Regions from separate parts of the Mus musculus genome. Here region 1 is linked to region 2. Evidence: chromatin contacts called from public Hi-C data. All regions are on one chromosome and are shown on one strand. Each heading gives the region's core, a stretch centred on a gene start, on an enhancer-like site or on the middle of the called end of the contact. The rest is flanking DNA. Distances are from core to core; before and after follow the strand shown. Region 1 holds the start of Reep4 (receptor accessory protein 4). Region 2 overlaps Bmp1 (bone morphogenetic protein 1).

What was found. Hi-C and Micro-C count contacts between places; a contact is called where the count stands out from the background.
Region 1: a contact with region 2 is called in a Hi-C map of the G1E-ER4 cell line, with 3 times the contacts expected there. The contact joins the promoter of Reep4 here to the enhancer-like site in region 2. A contact is called at or near these places in 17 of 39 promoter capture datasets (the 3T3-L1 cell line, 3T3-L1-derived adipocytes, the C10 cell line and 12 more), 11 of 15 datasets of contacts at CTCF or cohesin (CD8 T cells, the NIH/3T3 cell line, embryonic stem cells and 5 more), 174 of 484 Hi-C or Micro-C datasets (the 3T3-L1 cell line, 3T3-L1-derived adipocytes, the 63-12 cell line and 97 more), 28 of 115 datasets of contacts at active chromatin or transcription factors (the 230-238 cell line, the HPC-7 cell line, the NIH/3T3 cell line and 19 more) and 5 of 9 other capture datasets (adipose tissue, embryonic stem cells, embryonic tail and 2 more).

The regions. Positions count from the first base shown.
Region 1 is chr14:70,543,846-70,548,044 of GRCm38.p6, forward strand. Reep4 (receptor accessory protein 4) reads left to right here and starts at 1,406. Exons shown (of 8, transcript NM_180588.2): 1 at 1,406-1,893; 2 at 2,632-2,704; 3 at 3,085-3,161; 4 at 3,270-3,390; 5 at 3,822-3,935; 6 at 4,095-4,199. The coding sequence starts at 1,862.
Region 2 is chr14:70,486,842-70,491,008 of GRCm38.p6, forward strand. Bmp1 (bone morphogenetic protein 1) reads right to left here. Exons shown (of 20, transcript NM_009755.3): 14 at 3,706-3,866; 15 at 3,179-3,359. Among named protein-coding and RNA genes, the nearest start is that of Gm52136, 16 kb to the right of the region's middle. Within about 2 kb of position 2,865, at least 16 of the 459 cell types and tissues checked have an H3K27ac peak or open chromatin away from gene starts, as enhancers often do. A contact at or near this core is called in the G1E-ER4 cell line, erythroblasts, megakaryocyte-erythroid progenitors and 3 more, where this site is marked.

The sequences.
Region 1 (4,199 bases), core at 156-2,655, 56 kb after region 2:
TGCAAAAGTAGGGACAGACAGACTGTAAAAAGCAGGGGTGGTGGATGCCTCCACAGAAACAATCTTTTCCAGACCAAATGGGCAGATGCACACATGAATTCAGAGACTGTGGCAGCGTACACTCGCCCTGCATAAGCTCAAGCCAGACACAAAGACCAGCACAGAGGAGGGGAAGTGGGCACAAAGTCTCTCTCATCCCTAGCCATGAAGCTATTCGAAACTGATATCTGCTGGAAAAGGGAAAGTTAGTCTTCTCCAATGGAGCTGCACTGGGTATATTAACTATACTCCAGGGTAGGTCCCATGCTCAGGAGTAGTTGGCCATCACAAATCAGACTCCATGGTTCTGTTTGGTTTTTGGGGTGTGTGTGTATGTGCGCGCACTTGAAAGGCATAGGCAGGTAGATCTCTGAATTCAAGGCCAGCCTGATCTACAGATAGAGTTCCAGGACAGCCAGGGGTACAAAGAGAAACAATGTCTCAAAAAAAACCAAAAACAAAAACCCTACGATGATGATGATGATGAAGAAACTAAGGTACTAACGATGATGACGATGACAGTAATGATATATCTAAGTTTGTCAAATGTTATAGATAGCCAGTGTGGCCAATCTAATAAGAAGACGCTTCAACAATTCCATCATTTCGCACAACAACAACAAGAAGCACAAAACAGCAAGTGTTGATTTTAGAATTTTCTGGGATATCTCTATTCCTGTCTCAGAAACAGGTGGGTTTTCAAAATTCTAGGAAAGAAGATCCGGGGTGAACCCGGATCATCACTCAGTCTCTAAGACACTGGGGTCAGAATGCCCAGGTATATGGATCGTGGAAAGATGCTTTAGAAACAAGTGGAGTCCTGAAGCTGTCAGAAGGGTGATTCTCCAATCCCACTCTTCCCTCCTTTCTAGCATGGTCAGTCAGCTGGACTTCTGCGAAGGTAAGATCAGATCAGAACGTGCTTCCTGTGGGCCAACCACTCATTTCATTCTCTATCCCATTTTACAGAGATGGAGAAATGATAAAAAGGCATCCGAGGAACACTCTCGAGTTGTCTTTTATTTCCTCTCCTTTCCTTTTGTTTGTTTGCAACAGTGTATTGATGATACACCTGTAATCCAGCCTCACTGATAATTCTCCTGTCTCCACCTCAGAGACTCCTGTGCGCCACCCACACCTAGCTAGCAGTTCGGGGTTTTTTTGTTTTGTTTTGTTTTGTTTTGTTTTTTGTTTTGTTTTTTTCCTCCCTATCTGTCCACCTGCCAACCTTTCAGAAGACTATTCGACCGGCGGCCCCACCTCCGAAGTGCGCCGAGCATCGCCGCTTTAAGAGACGGTCCTTTTGTCTCCCTGACCTCGTCCCGCCCCTCTGAGGGCTCCATTGCGCCTGCGCCTGGAGCTTGAGCGCTGGGGTTGGGCAGGATCTGGTTCCGTGCAACTTTTAAGTGAGTTACAAACTCCGCCCCGAGACCGGTGCAGGTGGTCGGGCGCTCTGCCACCCGGGCGGCAGGTGAGAGCTGAGGTCCGGCCTGCCACCCGGACCCGAGACCAGCAGCGCCGCCCTCGACGGGGGACGAACGGTTCTCCGCGGCAGGAATTGTGGGACTGAGCCGCCAGGATTCGGCGAGGCGGAGGGACGCGCCCTCCCGCCTCGATCACAAGGCGGCTTCCTCTGCTAGGCCCTCGGTCCCCTGGTTCCGGGTTCTCCTGGCTCCCCGCACTGCGGGGTCGAAGTCAGGGGTGGTGATCTCCGCCTACACCGAGGGAGAGGTGTACTGCAGCACCACTCACCCCCTTGTCCCAGCTCCTGAGTGAGCGTCCCTCCGCTTGTCTCTTGGGGTCATCCCCCTAGGCTGTCAGGATGGTGTCCTGGATGATCTGTCGCCTGGTAGTGTGAGTATGGTCACTGTGAGACACCTCCCCCCTCCCTTTTGTCCCAGGATGCCAACCTGCCTTTGGGTGGAAACTGGGGACGTTTGTAAAGAAGGGAAAATTTAAAGACTTCATGACCCCGTTTCCCAGCACACACTTAACGGTCCTGGGGGTCTGAAGTGGGACCTGGTCACTGCATACCTTGTTTCCACCCTGCAGCCTTCTGGTCTGACAGAGACCCTTCCTGCAGACAGGTGCTGCTAGGGCTCAGGGCTTTTACCACCTACAGTCCTGTGAGAAGGTGATTAGGTACTGCTGTGGGCGGAGAATCTAGGTGCCTCCTTCCCATCTGAGCAGCCACATGACCCACCACCCTAGCTTCAGCTTCTGCAGCCTGCACCTCACTTTTGGATATCCCAATACCTGGCTCAAATGTCCCTCACTGCATGCTGGTGGTCCTGGGCCTGATTACGTGTAGTGGGAGCGGACAGCCTAGTGTTCTCACCCACCTTGTGTGTTCTCAGTCTGTCCTGTACCCATGGGCCACCAGCGCAGGCCTAGGCAGGCTTGGTATGTTTGTAAACAGCCGGGTGGGGAGGCAGCCTCCGGGGCACTGACTCAGGCACCCAGGGTTGTGCAAGCCAAGCGGGAAAAACAGGGCAGGCACTGCCATCTCGCACCCAGGTCAGGGGGAGCAGCCACCTGGCAGGGAGAGGGTGGGGCATGGTCCCCTCACACTTCCTGTGACTGCTGTTCCAGGCTCATATTTGGCATGCTGTATCCTGCGTATGCTTCCTACAAGGCCGTGAAGAGCAAGAACATTCGAGAATATGTGAGTGCAAAGAGTGGGGTAGACGACAACATTGAGGAATGGTCAGGGAGGTGGTAGGACTTGGTGATGCTGGAGGGCCTGGCCTGTCAGACTCCAGGGGCTCGATCGATGGTGGAACAGATCTCAAGTAGAGTGGTCTAGTGGAAGGAAGGCCAGCCATTATTAACAATAGCCATGGAGGATCTCGTGGGCGAAGCATGCTGGGGGGGGGGGCACTGGAACGGAAGGCAGTTTCTCAGGGGCTCCTGTCTAAGCAGATGTGGGAAACTGTAGCCAGCAATGCAGTGGGACTGGCTTTGAGGAATCTCTGGGTTGGGCAGGCTGGGGGCGGGTCCTGGCGGCTTAGGCTCGTGAGCTGAGCTCTGCACTCTGACCCACAGGTACGGTGGATGATGTATTGGATTGTCTTTGCGATCTTCATGGCAGCAGAAACCTTCACAGACATCTTCATTTCCTGGTCCGGCCCAAGGATTGGCAGGCCATGGGGTTGGGAAGGGCCTCACCACCACCACCACCACCACCTGGCCTCTGGCTCACACAAACCCCTCCCCTTGCTTACACACAGGTTCCCGTTTTATTACGAGTTCAAGATGGCTTTTGTGCTGTGGCTGCTCTCACCTTACACCAAGGGGGCCAGCCTGCTTTACCGAAAGTTTGTCCACCCATCCCTATCCCGCCATGAGAAGGTACCTCTGAGGGAGATAGAGCAGAAACAGGAGGGTGTGTCAGGGCAGTGTGTCAGAGCGAAAGCCCTGTATCTCAGGTTCAGGCAGCCAGAGGTGCCTGGGTCTTATTCCCTGTCCCTCTATAGTTTTGCTGTGGGACTGTGAAAGGGGTTGGCTTTCCCCATCCACCTGGATGATACATATGGACGACCTTTAGGGTTATGACAAGCCAGCAGGAAGTTGACGTGGGCATGGAAGAATGGAAGGGACACCCACTAAGTTGTGGAGAGGGTGTGTAGTTGGGGAGTCCTGCTTTCAGTTGTTCTGAACCTAAATCTGTGGCTCCTGGGTCCTGGGTAGGGCTCATGGGATTATGACAACCAGTGGCTTCTTGGGGTCTGCAAAGACGGTGGTTCTTTCGTTGATCTGAGCTCTCCGCCCTGGGTCTGCAGGAGATCGACGCGTGTATCGTGCAGGCAAAGGAGCGCAGCTATGAAACCATGCTCAGTTTTGGGAAGCGGAGCCTCAACATCGCTGCCTCAGCTGCTGTGCAGGCTGCTACCAAGGTGCCGTGGGCCCCGGTGATCACAGCGCCTCCCCCGCTCCCAGATCAGTTCTGAATCTTGTGCCCCAGAGATTAGCTGAAGGGCAGCTTCCCCGTTACAGCCCTTCCCCTCGCAGCCCTCCTCTGGAGTTAACAGCGGCTCCCATCCCTCACCTCCTAGAGTCAAGGCGCTCTAGCTGGAAGGCTGCGGAGTTTCTCTATGCAAGACCTGCGCTCTATCCCTGACACCCCTGTCCCCACCTACCAAGATCCCCTCTACCTGGAA
Region 2 (4,167 bases), core at 1,615-4,114:
GCCTCATTGGGGGGTCCGGTTTCTTTTCTGCACTCGGAATTTGAGCTGGTGGGGGCGTCCCCGAGGGGGCTGCAGAGCTGGCCTCTTTTCTGAAATGAGAGAGAGAAGGAGAAAAGGGACAAAGGAGTGGGGGTGAAGAGGGTGGAGGGCAGGAACCAGGGAAGGAAATCAATAAAAACTAGACCCAGGGTCTCCAGACAGGCGGACAGGGAAGAGGGCAGGAGGGCAGGCAGATCCACATGCAGAATGGCCATGTCACTACGGCTGGGTTAGCAGGAGGCACAGCAACAGGGGACAAGACTGAGGCTGTGGCAAGAGGTAGGGCTGGAGGGATGGCACACTCTGAGGCGTGCACACGGGGGAAGAGAAACTCAGAGTAGAGGGGAGCGGTGGAAAGGGCTCACTGCTCACCCTCCTTGTGACAGCTGCCTACAGAGTGTGTGAGAAACAGACATGCACACCCAAGAACACAACCGTAAACACAGCCCTGTACATGAAAGGTCTGCTGTACAAACATGGAAACACAGGTAAACATGTATACATGTTAGGTATCACACACACACACACACACACACACACACACACACACACACACACACAGAGGCAGACACCTATAGTATACCACGAAGGCTCAGACACAAAGCCATAGTCATGCACACACAACCATCTGTGTGTGGGTGTACACACAAGACCCATGTGACCTACTCTATATGTGTGTGGAAGCATACAGAGAGAGAAACGCACGGGCAGGAGCAGACACATATAGGAAGACGGAGAAACCTGCATACACGGTGACACAAGGACCCAAAGTGAATTCAGACACACATATATGCAGAGTGTGTTCAAGCCCATCATGTGGGCATTTCACGTAGAGCTGCTCGCATGCTGACAGGCACACACAGGCACACAGTTACAGACTTCTGTGTGCCACACCATTGTTCTAAGCCCACGTGCCTAGCATAGGAGCAGGCACTCAGGACAAGTGTGTGGATCCCAATTACACCCAGAATTCCAGAGATGAGCCACGAAGTGGGAAGATGGCTGTTGGCATTCCACTGACAAGGCAGCTTTGTGGTAAGTGGACAGTTCCTAAGCTGAGGGCAGGACCCTGAGGGCTGTAGCCCTGACTCCCAGAAGGCCCTATTTCATGCTCAGGTGGGCTAGACTTGAGGTAGAGTTGTCAAGCCCCTTGCCAGAGGCTCCTCCTCAGGAGAGCAGAGCCTGACCGAGAGAGCTGCCATTGTACCCGTCTGTGAGACAGGCCCTATGGTGTGCCTCTCCTGAGACTCTGGTAGGAGCTCCAGGGAGCTCAGCTCACGAAGTAAGCCATGGCTTCCCTAGTATGTTTGGACCCTCGTGCCTTCTTCATGTATGCTCTCCCAAATATCTAGTCCAGTGCTTGGGACACAGGTGGGGCAAAAGAAAACTGTTAATCCAATGAGTGGATGGGTAAGTGAAAGACTAAAGTAATGTGTGGATGTCAGTTCTGTGGATGGCTGCCTGAACATCTGGGAGGGGGCTCTGGCCCACCCTGAAGAGTGAACGGCCCATTCTGTGACTGGAGAAGACATTGCAGGGGACCGGGGCAAGGGAGGTGGCACAGACCCCAACAAGGAGATGGCACTCACCCTACAGTGCCCAAATGCCCCGGAGGTGCTGGGGTCAGACTGAAGGTCTTCAGGGTCTTGCTTCTCCTTCTTGTCTTAGGGTCTCCTCGATGGGTGTCCCAATAGTCCATACAGCCCCCTCCTGAGGGCCAGAGTCACATGCCCCAGGCCCCGAGGCTGAACTCTGATGCCCATCGATGAGAGTCCTCTGCAGGTTTCTTGTGCAAGGGGCAATGCATATTGTGTGCACGCATGTGTGTATGCATATGTTGTGAGCACATGTACATGCATGTACATCCCTTGCATGGTGTTGAGTACTATGTAGTAGGGAGACAAGGCAGAGGCTCCAAACAAACACCGGTATCCCCCATATCCTCTCCAAGACTGGAGCAGCAGAAGGGCAGAGACAGACAAGAGTAAGCAGGTAATGGTTTCTCTAAGAAGGACACTGTGGTAGGTATTCTATCCCCTCAGCCCTCTGGAAAGGACTATTTTTTTTTTTTTTTGGTCTAAGTGGGCCTAGGGAAGGATGGGCTTGGTGTTACACGGAGAGGGTCTCAGCAAGCGATGGGACAGGGGACTGGGGTCAATGGCTCAACAGAACATGTTAAGCAGAGCAGGGCAGCTGGCAGTGCCAAGCAGGGAACCAGTGCACGGGGACAGGTGCATGGCATCCGGGTGGGACAGGCAAGGGTGCAGGGCAGCCACATAGGGGGCTGAAGGATGCAGGACCCTGGGTAAGGAGGGGAGAAGGGAGGCAGCATGGACGAAGTCATGGGCTTCCTGGTTCTGCCCACCCTACGTCCACCCCGCCAGGAGAAGTCAGGCTGAAGGTCCCTAACCCACCCTTCCATGAGCCACCTGCTCCAGCCTGCCCACTGGCTTCCTGCTCTCTCCACACCCCACTGGAGAGCATTTCCACCATTCACTGCTGAGTCTGGGCCCTTTTGCTCCTGACCTCCTACTGGCCTGAGGGGCCAAAGACTTAGGGATTCCTAGAGCAGGGGAGAGGTCTCCCAAGACCCTAGAGGTCCAGCTTGGGAAGGCTGGGTTTGGACCACCCAGAGAGGGACTGCAAAATGGCCAGATAAAGCTAAGGGATGGATGAAGCCAGGCCTTCCACGGGCAGGGGAATGGGCAGTTTTGTTATGAAAGGGCAGAGGCGACTCCTCTTTTGGGAAGGCCTGGCATGAACCCAGTGGGCTTGGGTGGGCGGTGCCTGATTAGAAGTGCAGCTGCAGCAAGATGAACTGCCCGACACAGTCCAAGGCAGACACCTCCCTCTTCTCTATCCCCGTGTTCTCAGGCAATTGAACTCCCTGTCCTAGGACCTCCCCTTTCAGGCCTTGGCTTGCCAGCCTCCTCATTTCTGCACTTAAATGCTCTGCCCCTCCCTAGGCCTGGCATAACTAAGATTTTAAAGGCTACCCAATAAAGATATTCAGATGCCCCAGGGGCTGTACTGATGGAGGATAATAAGTTGGGGAGACAGGGGGCTTAGGAGACCAGGGAAGGCGGGGGAGCTCCAGTTTTGGGGAGGTGGGGCTAGAGAGCAAGGACTCCAGAGTTACCTGAGAAGAAGTGGGCCTTGAAGCCCTTTTTGGACACAGTATTGTCAGACTTGAACTCCACACGCATATTGTTGTACTGGGAAGTGATGACCTCTGGCTTCTCGGAGCCGCAGAACTTGCCATGCAGCTTAGAGTCCGCCGTGAGTCCGCTGCGCACCTCCACAAAGTCGTACTTGCACACCTGCAGGAGAGCCTAGCTCTGGAGGCTGCCTCTCTCCGGACTACTCACTCCCTGGGAAAGTGTCAGGCTAAGCATCTGCGCTCCCCAACAAAACGCTGCTGTGTGTACCGCAGAGCCCCAGGGCAGCTGGCCCCAAGCCCTTCCTCATTCCACAGGCTTCCAACTAATGTCCACCCTCATCTGCAGAGCCTCCTTTGCGACCCCGCAAGCCCTCTGAGCTTCTGTGTACTGGGAAGTTTCTGTTCTCAGAGCCCTATTATCTAATTCTCCCAGTGGTAGGAGGCAGGCACTGAGCCAAGCCCCTACACCCCACCTTCCTACCCACCTTGGCTCCAGAGGCACTTACATCATTGCCCTCAGTCTCGAAGAAGTCAAATTGCAGGGAGATACGGTACTGGGTGGGGGCCACCAACTGCCAGATGCAGTTTTTGTTGGGAGGGTACTCTTTGGGCCAACCGGGGCTGGTGATGGAGCCATTGAGCTTGGTGAGGAATCCACCACAGGCAGCTGGAGGGACAAGGGAGGTGGCATCACCCACCAGGAGTCCCCACTCTAGGGGCTCAAGGTTGGGCAGCAGTCAAAGGGAGATGTGAGTCTGTGGGACCACAATTTGGAGGCATGGGGCAGATAGTAGGGGCCTTGGAAGGTGAGCCCAAATTTTAAGAGCAGAAGGGTGTGTGTATATAATCATTTCTACTTCCTCTTCTGGAAGATGGTCCAGGAATCTGATGGGAGGGGACACAGAAGGGCCTGGAAAATGTGTATAAATGGGCAGTCCTGGGAGGCATCCAGAGGAGCTGGCCCAAGG